Linked DNA regions of Gossypium hirsutum: all the other regions are linked to region 2. The links are chromatin contacts, called in public Hi-C maps. All regions are on one chromosome and are shown on one strand. The core of a region is the stretch at or near the end of the contact, and the rest is flanking DNA. Distances in the headings are between cores, read along the strand shown. Region 1 holds the start of LOC107886536 (paramyosin). Region 2 holds the start of LOC107886476. Region 3 holds the start of LOC107886540 (60S ribosomal protein L27a-3).

Region 1 (4,350 bases), core at 1,633-4,132, 680 kb after region 2:
GTAAACAACCGCTTCCCTCCCCACTGGAAGTATGTACATCAACCAAACACAAAAACACAGTTTTGGTTTTAATCTCATTTTACAATCCAAACCTACTTGACTTTACAACATAGCCTATATGATTCTCCTATTATTGCGGCATATTATTCTTTAACGTTAGATGCATTTGATCTTGTCTAGATGTGTTAAGATTCAAACCTCAGTCTACAGCTAAATTGTAAATTCCATACTAGCAGAACTTCAAGATGATGACTACTCAAAACTGCCACCACAAAGACCTTCGATAACTGTTCACAAAACAAGATATATAGTATCTATTAAAAGACCTGTAGCATCTTAGCAAACATACCTGAGCTAAGAACTCTTGCTCTACAGCTCTTCCTGCAGCAGCCTCTTGCTCAGCTGCTGATTTCCATCTTGTAATTTCTTCCTCCGCAGCAGCAATGTCCATCATAAGTCCTTCAACCTTCACATTAGTTAAGTCAGCATTAAATGTCCACAAAGAAGCATAAATGCAACTTAGTCAGTTCTTCTAACACTTAAAATTAACCTAAGAATCTGATAACTGTACTCCAAGAAAATGGGAACAAACATTAAGCTAGTTTACTGTAAAAATTAGAGAGAGAGATGTTACTTACACTTTCATTTGCTACTCTCTCCTTCTCTTCAAGCTCCTCTATACGATGCATTCTTTGGTTGAGCTCCTTGGCTTGAGCCTCCACATGTTCTTTAAGTACACTCGACTCTGCCCTTAATACATTAGAACAGTATGGAGTTCAGTTCATGCAGAAAAACTCTCTATGTTAACCTATTCTACTCCTAATATTCCTTTAATCGTCCCATACAAAAGCAGGAGGATAGAATATTGATTTTGTGCAATTTTAAAAATCCGAAATAACAGGTACCTTAATTCCTCCACAGAATGCTGCAGTTCAATTATCTCAAGCTGAGATGTTTTGACAATATTCTCCAAAGCACCAGCCTGTCAAATGACATAATAGAACCTCAAAAGGGAAAGATATGACCTTGAAACACTATGCAAACTTAAAGAGAACATGTAACAAATCAATGGCAATAGAAAAAATCTAACCAGAGTGTATATTTCATCCTGGTCTGAGCCTGGATCTCCAGCTTTATTTCCATCGCCAATAAGATTACTAAATTTGAAGTCAATTCCAGCCTCTCTCAAACCATTCTCAGCAGTTTGAAACAACTCGTTAGTTTTGGACTTATTTTCAGATACCATCCTCCTGGACAATGCACTCCTAAGTAAAGAACCAATATGTTCTTTCTCCTTAATCAATCGAGCAACTGTTTCGTTTAAACTCTTTACTTCACGATTCTTTTCATCCACTAAGTCCTTTGTTTTCCCAGCAAGAATTCCTGTTAATTCATAGATAGACTCCATCCCCGCCAAACAAGCGCGTATATTTTCCACAGAATCTGTCTCTTGTGGAAGAAAAAAGGACTCCGATACATCTGACTGATCCATATTATCAGCATCAACAATCTTAATAACATCATAAATAATTTCATGAATTCTAGAAACGAAATTCAACTGATCAACCAGTAACGGTCTCTGTAATTCCATCCTCATCTGCCAAATTTTCAATTTATCATCATATTCACTGGTCAAGTTCCTCAACTCCATTAATTCATCCTGTGCCAAATTAATCTTCTCCGACATCTCTTTTTCAATCTCCCCAATCTTCCCATCCTTTTCAGCTATATTCTTCTCTAAATTTTCAATTATATTAGTTTTCTTTGCCACCTCATCTCGTAACCCACTTAATGTAGCTTCAAGCTGAGAAACTTCAATGGCAATTTCGTAATTTCGTTGCTCTATCTGCTCCCTGGCTTCGTTTCTAGATTTGGTTGTGGTTTCGATCTGTTTAACGAGCTCTTCAACGATCTCGTTTGTTCTTTTGATGACTCCATAAGCAACGGAGGGCAGTCCGGTGTACTTTTGCGATCGCGGCAATCCTCCAGCAGAGAAGTTCTTGAAATTATTAACTTTTCCAGATATTTTTTCTATACCTGAAACAAGCATATGAGCAGAAGTCTCGATCTCCGATCGCAATCCATCTTTTCCCTTGGACGCTTCCTCCAATTGCTTCGCCAAATCTTCTCTCTGTTTCGTAACCTCGACTTTAATCTTATTAGCTTCAGCTAATTGCGCCGTTAAGTTATCGTTCGATCTCAAAGCTTCTTCTTTCTCGCGGAGAGCTTCGTCACGTTGTCTCCCACACTCATCTCGCTTCTTAATCGCCTCGTGAGCCAAAGCTTTTAATCGATTAAACGAAACTTGAAGTTCTGATTTGGAATTCTCGGCAGCTTCTCGTGCTTGTTTCTCGCGATCGAGCTCCGCCAGAATTTCACGGAATTTCTCGACCGATACATCCTCTCGAGACGGATCTTTAATAACAATCGGTACCGGCTCATCAGACTCCACGTCACTGAGCACTGCATCGACTTCTTCATTGCCCGCACTCGTCATTTAAAAAAGAAGCCAATTATTTATATAATCGACAGTAAAAAATCCCGTATTTTGGTGCGATCCGAACCCTAGAATTGGAAGCAGAGGAGGAAGATAATGGAAGTAACCGATCGATATTAGTTGAGAAGGGAGGAAGGAAATGAAATCATTGAAATAGGGAAAAAAACAGGTGAGGATAAATTACGATTAAATTATAACCAGAAATTGCTTCCAAAAAGAGGTCTAGTGAAATTAAGATTAAGAGAAATAGGGGTGTCGTTACCTAAACGAGACGGTGAAGCCGAAGAACAAAGAACACGATTAGCTACCAACCAGTCTCTCCTTGGTCTCTGGTATTTTATTTTATTAGCGCCTTGAAAGGAAATTAACTTCACAAGGAAAACAATTTTAAAATTTTAAAATATGAAATTAAAAGGTTTATGTTTTGGTGAATATACGGCTTAGATGGTGCCACGTTGAGTAGCTTCTTTTTGGTATTCTAATTTGACGGGTCAGATTGATTAAGAGGATTACGTTTTAGGATTTGACTTCCAACCGGAAAATTTAGGGGTTGAAAAAACAATTAAATAAACCCTTAAATGCGAATAATTTCTCGTAATTGCACTTAAAAATTATTGATTTCTTATGGTCCGTTTGAATAGACGGTTGATAGTGCATTTAGTTATTTTTTCTCTCACATTATAATATTTAATTTCACTTTCATTATTATTTTTATATTAATAGTAAAAAAATTCATCGTTCATCCAAATGCATTCCTAATTAAAAGTTAATAGTGTAGTTTTTTAATTTAGATTTAATTATTAATTTCTTAACATTTAAGTTCCAAGTTATAAAAATGATAAAACTTTATTCCAATTTATAAAAATGATAAAATTTTATTCTAAAAATATGAAAAATATGAAAATATTAAATAAAATAAAAATTTTCAAATGATGAAAAAATAAAAAATGAAAACTTTTAAAAAATAAAAAATCAAATAAACTGTTACAAATAAATGTGGATGTCCAAATTCTAATCCCTTTATTTATGAGATAAAATCCCTCTCATTCATTATGAAAGTAAATATGCAAGTTGTGTTAATGAAGCACTTAACTAAGCTTCATTTATGTGTGTTGTATTAAATGGCAATAATTATAAATAAAACCCTTATATGCGTGAAATGAGATACGCGAAAATTATCTATTGATTTGATCTATTGTTTACTTTTTTAGTATTCTTTTACTTGATTATTTGATAACACGTTATCTGCCTATAAATCTTCCATTAAACTATATACGACATATGTATTTTCATAATTGTTTTAATTTGTTCATCATATTTTGATAGAAAGAGAAATATTCAAAGCATACAAATCTTTTTTTTGTTAAACTATTTGATTTTTTCACCATTTTTTTAAAAGGTTAGTAATTTTTTTCAATTATTTCAATTTGTTTTAATTTATATCTTATTTTCTTGATCTAGATAATTTGCATAAAATTTTATATTATATTATTTGTTTGTTTGTTTTACATTGCTGCTTGCATACTCTTTCATGGATTTATTATTTATGGACTACGTGGTAGATTGGGATTTCATGTTAATGCATAATGTTATATGTAACCTATCAGGCATTTTTTGAAAGAGATTTGTTGTTTGTTAATTTTGTGTGTTTTGCATTCAATTGACATGTGCATTAAGTTCCTAATTTTATTTAAAATATGATTGGCCAATACACTATTTGACATTTTCTATAAGTAGCTCTTGAAATTCTTGATGAATATTACCTCTTTTATTGTTATTACTGGTCATAGTTTTTTCCATTTAATTTGTTGATTTATGATGGAAGTTACCACTTCTCTTTCTTTTTAAATATC
Region 2 (4,063 bases), core at 393-2,892:
AACAAAGAGAGACCCTCAGCAAAAGGACCTGAATAACAAATTTTATTATTAAAACTAAAATGATGAAGCAAAACAATAGTTACAGTTAAAAGAAACCAAGATGCACACCAACAAGAACTGAGATTCAAACAGCAACTTCATGGGAATGGCACCTAATTCCAAGCTGATATCCTAGTTGAATCAATTTTACCAGTTTATGCAGACAGGAAAAGACAAGCTAATTACTCCGGCCTTTAACACTTAACCCAAGGATCTTATTATATTGTAAAAAGATGTAAGAATCCCCATAAGAAGCGTCTAAGAACCTCTTCCACATAACGCAACAAAGTAAGCAACCATGTGCTATCCCCTGGACAAAAGATCACGGTCGCCGGACAATCACAAAACCAGAGAAATTCCTATCATAAATTCTATTAACTCCATAATCAAGTAGACATGTGTCTTTCCCTTCTTTTCTTTTTTAACTAATATCCGACAATTGTAGAATTAAAAAACTGCAATACCGAGATTTTATTTTATTTTAGTTAATAGCATAACCTTGCGTTGCTTAGGTTGAAATATAATACTGAACAAAATGACCAAAAACATAAACCTGACCTCAAAGTTTGCTTAAAATCAGGTTTTATTCCTTTAAAAATCTCAGATTCAACTCCTTTCCTATTACTTTTTTTTGGTCCAATAAATTTCAAACAATAAATAAAATTTATTAACCAGATAAAAAAGAAAAGAAAGTAAGTAAGTACGAGCAAAAAATGGATACACTAAAATAACGAATCAAAGATTCAAAATCTAATTAGAAAGGTTTAAAATAATTGAATGATTATATAGGCTGCAGGTGAGACGATGAATTTCCTCGAGAAACAAACGGAAAACTAAGCTAAATGAAAGAAAAGAAACTACAAATATTTACTTACCTGAATGGAAAGATAATTGAGAACAACTGAAAAGGATCTGATGGAAACTGAAACTGTATTTAAAATGGCTCTAAATCACGAGAAAAATCACCTTCTCCTCTTTAACTGAAAATATGCAAGAAATAAGTTTATGCTTCTCTCTCGAGAATTGAGAGAACGAACTTCTTGATTGCCTTACTAACAGAAAAAAAAATATAGAAAACTTGAAGGAAAAAAGACCTGAAACTGAACGATGAATTTCAGTTTCCCCAAAAAAAAAAAGAAAAGAATTCTATCCTTTTTTTCTGTACTACTTTTTGGTAGAAGAAAAGAAATCGTAAAATTTTAAAAAATCTGGGGAAAGAAACAGAGAAAATGAAGGAAAAAGAGAGAAGATATTAGAAAAATGTTTCTACTGTTTCTAAGTTTTGATGAGCAGAGATTGAAATTAGAATTTGGGTTCTTATTTTTTTCGCTATATAAATATTTAAAAGAAAAATGTAGTTAATATGCAAATAGTACCCTGGAACAAAGTTAAACATATATATTAGATGAATGGATGAATGGGTGAATGGACAGGTGCAATGGGGGAGGTTTTGACATTCAAATTGCCAGCCCCCAACTGAAACTTCCTAGATTTCCTGCCAACTAATTTTCTTAACCGTCTTAAATTTACTCTTCTCATTTTTGTTTTGGGTGTAGGTGTAATCGGATAAAAGCGTGTGAAGGAACAAATGAAAAAAAGTTACGCATGTGCCTTTCCTTTGCCTTTATATAAAATAAATAAATCAAAAAATATAATTCATGTTCAATTTTTTAATCAATAAAAGCACTTTATTAAAGTTTTTTAAATGGTAAATATTACTTTAAGTATTGCCTTTACGCACCCATCAACCGGACTCTTAAATCAAATTTGAAATTTCATTCCGTTTTTTATTAGACTTAAATCTAGAGCTATAAATGAATAGCGCCTTTTTTTTTTTAATTTTCATAGGTCTCGATTATGAAAATAGTAAATAATAAATAAATTCCAAAGAAAAACAAAATAAAAGCAATTTATTGAAGTTTTTAAATGGTAAATAATAAATAACAAATAAATTCTAAAAATATATATGCGTATAATAAAATTTAAACTCAAAACACCAAATAAACACTCTCTTTTACTACTGATTGAATCACTGATGTCATAGAAAATAATTTATTTTTGTTGAGTAACTTTCCATTGTGTCTCATTAAAAGGGATAATCGAATATTTATATACATGATTATTGTTTGTGGAATTGATGTTCTTAGTAGACTTTATGCATGTACAACACATGTACTATTTTAGGCTACTTGCTAGACTTCGTGTCCCCCATATACGAACTCGGATATATGCGATTTGAGACAGCGAGTTCCCTTGTGAGCTCCCCCTGTGAACTTTCAGGTCGCGGGTTGGCGACCTAGACCTTATCTAATTCTTAGGTTGGTGATTATAAGTACATAACAATCTAATCATCCCTATTGGGTTTAAAGAAGGCTATAAAGTGGCACTCCTTAGAGCCATCACTTCCCATTTATATAGCCTTGCTGAGTACGCAGCAACTACTGGGACATGACGTTAACTTTTCCACGTGTACGAATAGATCGCGTCTGTTTGTATCTGACCATTGGTGTTTCTCGGTCATTTGAACTGTCAAAACACAGGGAAGAGAAACTTATTTAAAAGAGGTTTTTGGAAACCCTAAACTCACAATCTTAACATTTCCTACAAATAGGCTTGATTGAGATTTTCTTCAAGGTAACATCTTCTTTCCTTTTCTTTTCTTTCTACATAAAAAAAACATGTCGAAAATGAGGAGTGCTGATGGTCGAATAATTCTCTGTTGTCCACCGCGAGAGTGTGCTTCAAAGGTCATTATAGAAGCCAATTTCTTCATCTGTGCTACAAAAATATGAAGAAATAGGTCGAGTTTTGAGTGCACGGGAGATTCAAATCCCCAATTTTACTTGCAAATTTTCCATCCCTAAGAGGCTTCACAGGCTCAGTGATACTAGTGATGATAGCTTTCTGCTCCTCCTCCATGCTCTAGAAGTAAAGTTCCACTTGCCCTTGTATCCGTTCTTCTGTCATCTTCTTCAAGATTACCAGATTGCTCTTCGTTAACTCTGTGGGTTCTCTTGGTGGACCACAATGGCTTATTTTATTGATTACTGCCAACATAACAAAGCACCATGGCTCGTGGTGTTCCGAAGCTTATATCTATTAAAGGCCCAAAACCGAGGGAACTCATTGGGCTTTTACAATTTTTCCCCTTATGATAAAGGTGAGACCATAATTACGAACAAATGTGCTAATCTTTAGCTGAACTGGAGAAAATATATTAGGGTGAGATGTAGGCTCACAGACGGGTTTAGTTTTCCTACAGAGTGGTTCGCATCTAATAAGGACACGTGTTCATTCAGGCGAACTGTAAAGACAAATGGTAGTTCAGCCCAGTTGTAAAGGCTTCGTGCTAGCAATTTCCTATTATTGAAGATCTTATAACCGTGAGAAACGTATTTCAATTCTGTTTAGAGGACTTTAGCCTCGATAGATATAGGCGAGGTGACAACAGAGAAGTTTCTGAAGCTTTAGGTGCAGACCTTGAAAGACAGACATGGCCCTATGTAGCAAATGACACCAATGATGACTTGGGTCTAATTCTAACAAGATTTAAAAAGGAAACCAAGAACTTCTTTTACAGTTACTATAGGATAAGGCCTCGCCCCTAGATTCTGGTGATCTCCTCGCAAGTAGAAAGCGATACTAATATTAATTTGATAATTGATCCTTTTGATACTGGGATTGTTGGTGGTATAGGTACAACTCGTAGTTCAGAAGACGCCTCTGAGGAAACTACCAATATATCATGAGAAATTAACAAAGTTATGGACCTATGAGCTGTTCTAAGGGACATGCGCAAGAAGCACAGGATCTTCTTTAGGTTCACCTCTATTTTCTTTTCTGAAATCATGAAACCTAAGAATCTGTCAGCTCACATGTCGAACGCACACTTTTTAGGATTTAATTTCATCTTATGGGCCCTCAAAACTACGAACGCTTTTGACAAGCTCCACACATGCTCCTTCATAAATCCACTTTTCACCAACATGTCATCTATACATACCTTAAGTTTGTGCCTTATTTG
Region 3 (4,057 bases), core at 967-3,466, 570 kb before region 2:
GTATTTTAATAATAGAAATATTTTACTATAATGATTAAAAAAATTAAGTTTTCACATTTTATTTCATTGACTGTTGTAAACCTTTAAAAATCATTAAAAATAGCTTTTTACAATTGAAATTATTATTGTTATGTTTTATTATGAGATTGGTTATATATATAGTCACTCAATTATTAAATATATTTAAATAAAAAATTTATCATTCCCATTAAAAATTCTAATAAAAATATGAAATGATTTTTTTTATACGTAGATACCACATGACAAAATTTACCGTTGCTTACCACTTTAAACTTTAAAGTACTAAAATATAACCAAAATTAAACATTTTATTACTTTGTAATGAGTAAACAACTAATTCCTGCAACCCAACGCTTATTGTACATAAAAAATAAGCTTGAAATATGATATCACATTACCGCCATTGAAAAAGATGCAACTGTGCTGCAAACATTACTATCCCCAAACGAGCTTCCATCCCCATTACAGATTGCAGGAGAAGATTTCAAAAGTTCCCTAATTCAACAAGAATTTATTTTTAAATACATAGTTACTTGAAGGGGGCTTTAACAAAACTAAAGGTGTGTGCGTCAACCTTACCAGATGAACATGTAGCAATGATAAGACCCTCCAGATAGGGTTTTGGTTTCAGTATCTTAACCACGATCCACCCAAGAATTATTCCAACCAGAAAGGTGAGGCCGATGTTTACAGGCATAAACCACCTGTGAATTTAACGATCAGATTCAAACGAAGCCACATTTGGTACAAAAGTTCTCATGTGTATATGTGCTTTTTCTCTGCTTAATCAACACTTTTGTTTTATTTTAGTGGAGGGTTCAAAAATTAGCTGTTGCATCGATAGTCTGCCTTTCAAAATTTTCAGAGACAAAAGAAGAATAGATGTTTATACTTATTTGTTGAGCAACCATCATTCTACTTCGTTTCTTTATGATGCAAACGGTTGAGCAGAGTGGGGAAGCAGCGGCTGAGTCGACCTGGAGGGGACAACTTAGGACGGTGTTGGGTCGGAACGCAAGCCCAAAAAATAATAAAATGTTCAATTTTGATTAATAATTAGTCCTTTAAAGTTTAAATTGGTATGCAATCGCGAATTGTCATCTGTAAAGGACAATGACCAAAATGATGAACGTGAATTACAATAATTGCGAATTTAAATCACTGAGCCAAAGGCTTACTCCAATCCAGACATAAGCACTTGATAATAATCTTAATTTCAATATCTTTTTTCCAGCATTGATTAGCAAAGGGACCACTCTTGATGGAGATTTTCCAACACTACTCTATCGAAGGAGGAATTACCTCATGTATCATAAAATCTAGAGACGAAATTATGAAAAACATTGTTGACAACAAAAGAATGGCAGTGCATTGGAAGGTTAAGCCAATTTGGGAATGAATGGATTGATACAGAATGTGCAATGGTCTGACGATAGAGATAGCACGAAAAGCTAATAATAATCTCAGTAAAGTATCAAGAATTTCCGCATCTTAACTTAAATCAAGCAAATGCAACAAAGCAAAACACAAGTAAATAAACACCATACCATATATTGTTGAAGCAAAATTAAGAATGTTATGGTAAAATCTCATTTAAAAAATTAAGTCCTAGATGATAATATAAGAGATCCAAAAGCAAAAACCCTAACCTAGGCAGTGAGAACAACCGCCCCACCAGCCTCCTTAATCTTCTTCTCAGCAGTCTTAGATACTAACTTAGCCTTAACCACCATCGGTTGATTCTGGGGCAGCACACCTTTTCCCAAGACCTTAAAGTACCCGAACTGGGTCACGTCGATCATCGGCGCCGAATCCTTGTTGGCCTTTGCCTTCACGTCTTGTGGAACGAGAGACCAAAGCTTGTCGATGTTGACGATGGGGCAGTAAAACTTGTTGCAGAGTTTGTGGAAGTACCTCATACCCACTTTCCCGAAATACCCAGGGTGATACTTGTCGAAGAGGATCCGGTGGTGGTGCATACCTCCGGCGTTTCCTCGACCCCCCGGGTGCTTGCGGTGCTTGCCGATACGGCCATGACCGGCGCTCACGTGGCCGCGCTTCTTACGATTCTTCTTGAAACGGGTTGACATTGTTAGATACTTGGATTGAACGGGACTTCTGAAGCGCGGCTTATAGACGAGAAAAATGAAAATAGGGTTTTGTCAGTTTTTATTGTGTGGTGGACAATGGGGTTTTGCCTTTTAGGGCTTTGTGATTTGATGGATCTAAACAGGGGTTGGCCCTTATCACGTTGGGCTTAAAGGTTCATTTGGATCCTAGAATTGTGATTTTTTTTTTTTATAAATTTGCTGATAGGAGGTTATTTTCATATTTGGGAAAATATATAGATAAATTTAGCATAGGATATATTTTGATTGGGGTTGGGCCTTAAGGTTAGTTTCACATTTGCTCGGCTAATGTGTTCACTACTAATTTAAGTAAACTAATATAATATTAGTGATAAAGTCCAGTAAATCATGTTTCATTTGCTTTTGTTGAAAGGGTTGTAACAAACAACCACAGTTTTTAAGGTAGCGTTGCAGCCTACAAATTGCCTCGCGATACCGGAAAAGCTTAGCTAGTTGAACCATGACAATCAACCGAACACGTCGTTGCGTTAGCCATGTGGATTTCAACACGCTCACTTCCGGGGTACATTTAAGAGCAGGAAAATGAAAGCCCTCTCTTTGCTGAACCTCAAAGCTACAGCCTTGCTTCCCTTCTTGGCAACAGTTTTATTTCAAAGTTACAACTGTGGTTGCAGTGGGAAATTTTGGTTATTGTTTTATAGTCATCTTATTCTTCACTCACTGCTGTATGTATTGTTTCAGCTTCGCCTCAAATCAACACTTAAATCACTGTGGTACCAAGCAAGAAATTAACCTTATGCCTCACTCACTTAATGCATTTCTCATGCTTACGGGTAGACGGTAATAGTACTAGAAAATAAAGAAAACTCGATCAAAGTATCGTCTTCAAAATAATTTTAACCTACATAGTTTAGATCTCAAAATACCAATTACAAAATAAGATGGTCACCAAGTGAATTACCAATTTATGGTTCCATAATAAATGTCTATTTCTTTCCCTTCTACATCCATGAACTTTACCATAACTTCTTGAACACGTACGACCACATTAAGCAATGGCACCACATATAACACACCATTCCCAGATTAGTAAATTGCTAATGTCAATGAAGCAGGGCAGCTAAGACATATGCTTTTCGTACTTTCATTTTGGTCTGCAACACCTATTAATAAGATGGGTTTCAGCATGGAAATTGGGGATTAATGGCTCAACTACGGGCATAATCGAACCGAGCCAAGCCTGAATACTGCCAAGCTTAAGCTCGGCTCAAGATATAATCGAGCTTGATTAAGCTCGTTTACTAATTTCTGAACTCGAGCTCAAGCTCAACTCAATAATTAAGTTTAAGGTTAATAATACATATTAAGGATAATAACGTAATTTAATAATATAAAATTATAAAAAGCTCAATAAGGCTTGCGAGTTTGAGTCAAGTATTACTACGCTCAAAGTTGGCTCGAGGAGAGCTCGACTCGATAATTACCAAAGCAAGTTTGAAGTTTTTTCGAGTTGAACTCAAGTAACTTGTGAGTACCAAGAGACTGCATCGACTAAAATTTATTCCAAAATTCACCAACACAAAAGAAAGCTATCGCTAGTCCCCCATAAGATTCATCATCATAAATTTCCATGCCAAAGTTTTGAATCGCTTCAAACTATGCAGGAAAACCTTAATGGCATACATCACGTACAACAAGCCATTGCACTCGGGGCTATAAGTATTCAACTTAAGTCCATGTCTACCAAAATCTATGGTATGCAACAAAACACAACTAGATGAACTACATATCTCAAAACTTATCACATATAATATCTATAGTTGAGCCAAAATTACGAATGTTAATGCAAAATTTAATTTCAAAATAAGTCTAAGATAATAATATAACAGAGATGCCATTCAGATCTAAAATCAAAAGATCTAACCTAAGCGGTGAGCACAACCGCA

What was found. Hi-C and Micro-C count contacts between places; a contact is called where the count stands out from the background.
Region 1: a contact with region 2 is called in a Hi-C map of leaf, with 6 times the contacts expected there. The contact joins the promoter of LOC107886536 here to the promoter of LOC107886476 in region 2. A contact is called at or near these places in 2 of 34 Hi-C or Micro-C datasets (both in leaf).
Region 3: a contact with region 2 is called in a Hi-C map of leaf, with 2.6 times the contacts expected there. The contact joins the promoter of LOC107886540 here to the promoter of LOC107886476 in region 2. A contact is called at or near these places in 2 of 34 Hi-C or Micro-C datasets (both in leaf).

What each region holds. Positions count from the first base shown.
Region 1 is chrA03:95,886,109-95,890,458 of Gossypium_hirsutum_v2.1, reverse strand. LOC107886536 (paramyosin) reads right to left here and starts at 2,882. Exons shown (of 6, transcript XM_016810525.2): 1 at 2,760-2,882; 2 at 1,091-2,565; 3 at 906-982; 4 at 639-750; 5 at 350-466. The coding sequence starts at 2,497.
Region 2 is chrA03:96,569,045-96,573,107 of Gossypium_hirsutum_v2.1, reverse strand. LOC107886476 reads right to left here and starts at 1,642. Exons shown (of 15, transcript XM_016810447.2): 1 at 915-1,642; 2 at 1-28.
Region 3 is chrA03:97,138,994-97,143,050 of Gossypium_hirsutum_v2.1, reverse strand. LOC107886540 (60S ribosomal protein L27a-3) reads right to left here and starts at 2,216. Exons shown (of 1, transcript XM_016810533.2): 1 at 1,553-2,216. The coding sequence starts at 2,111. The coding sequence ends at 1,671.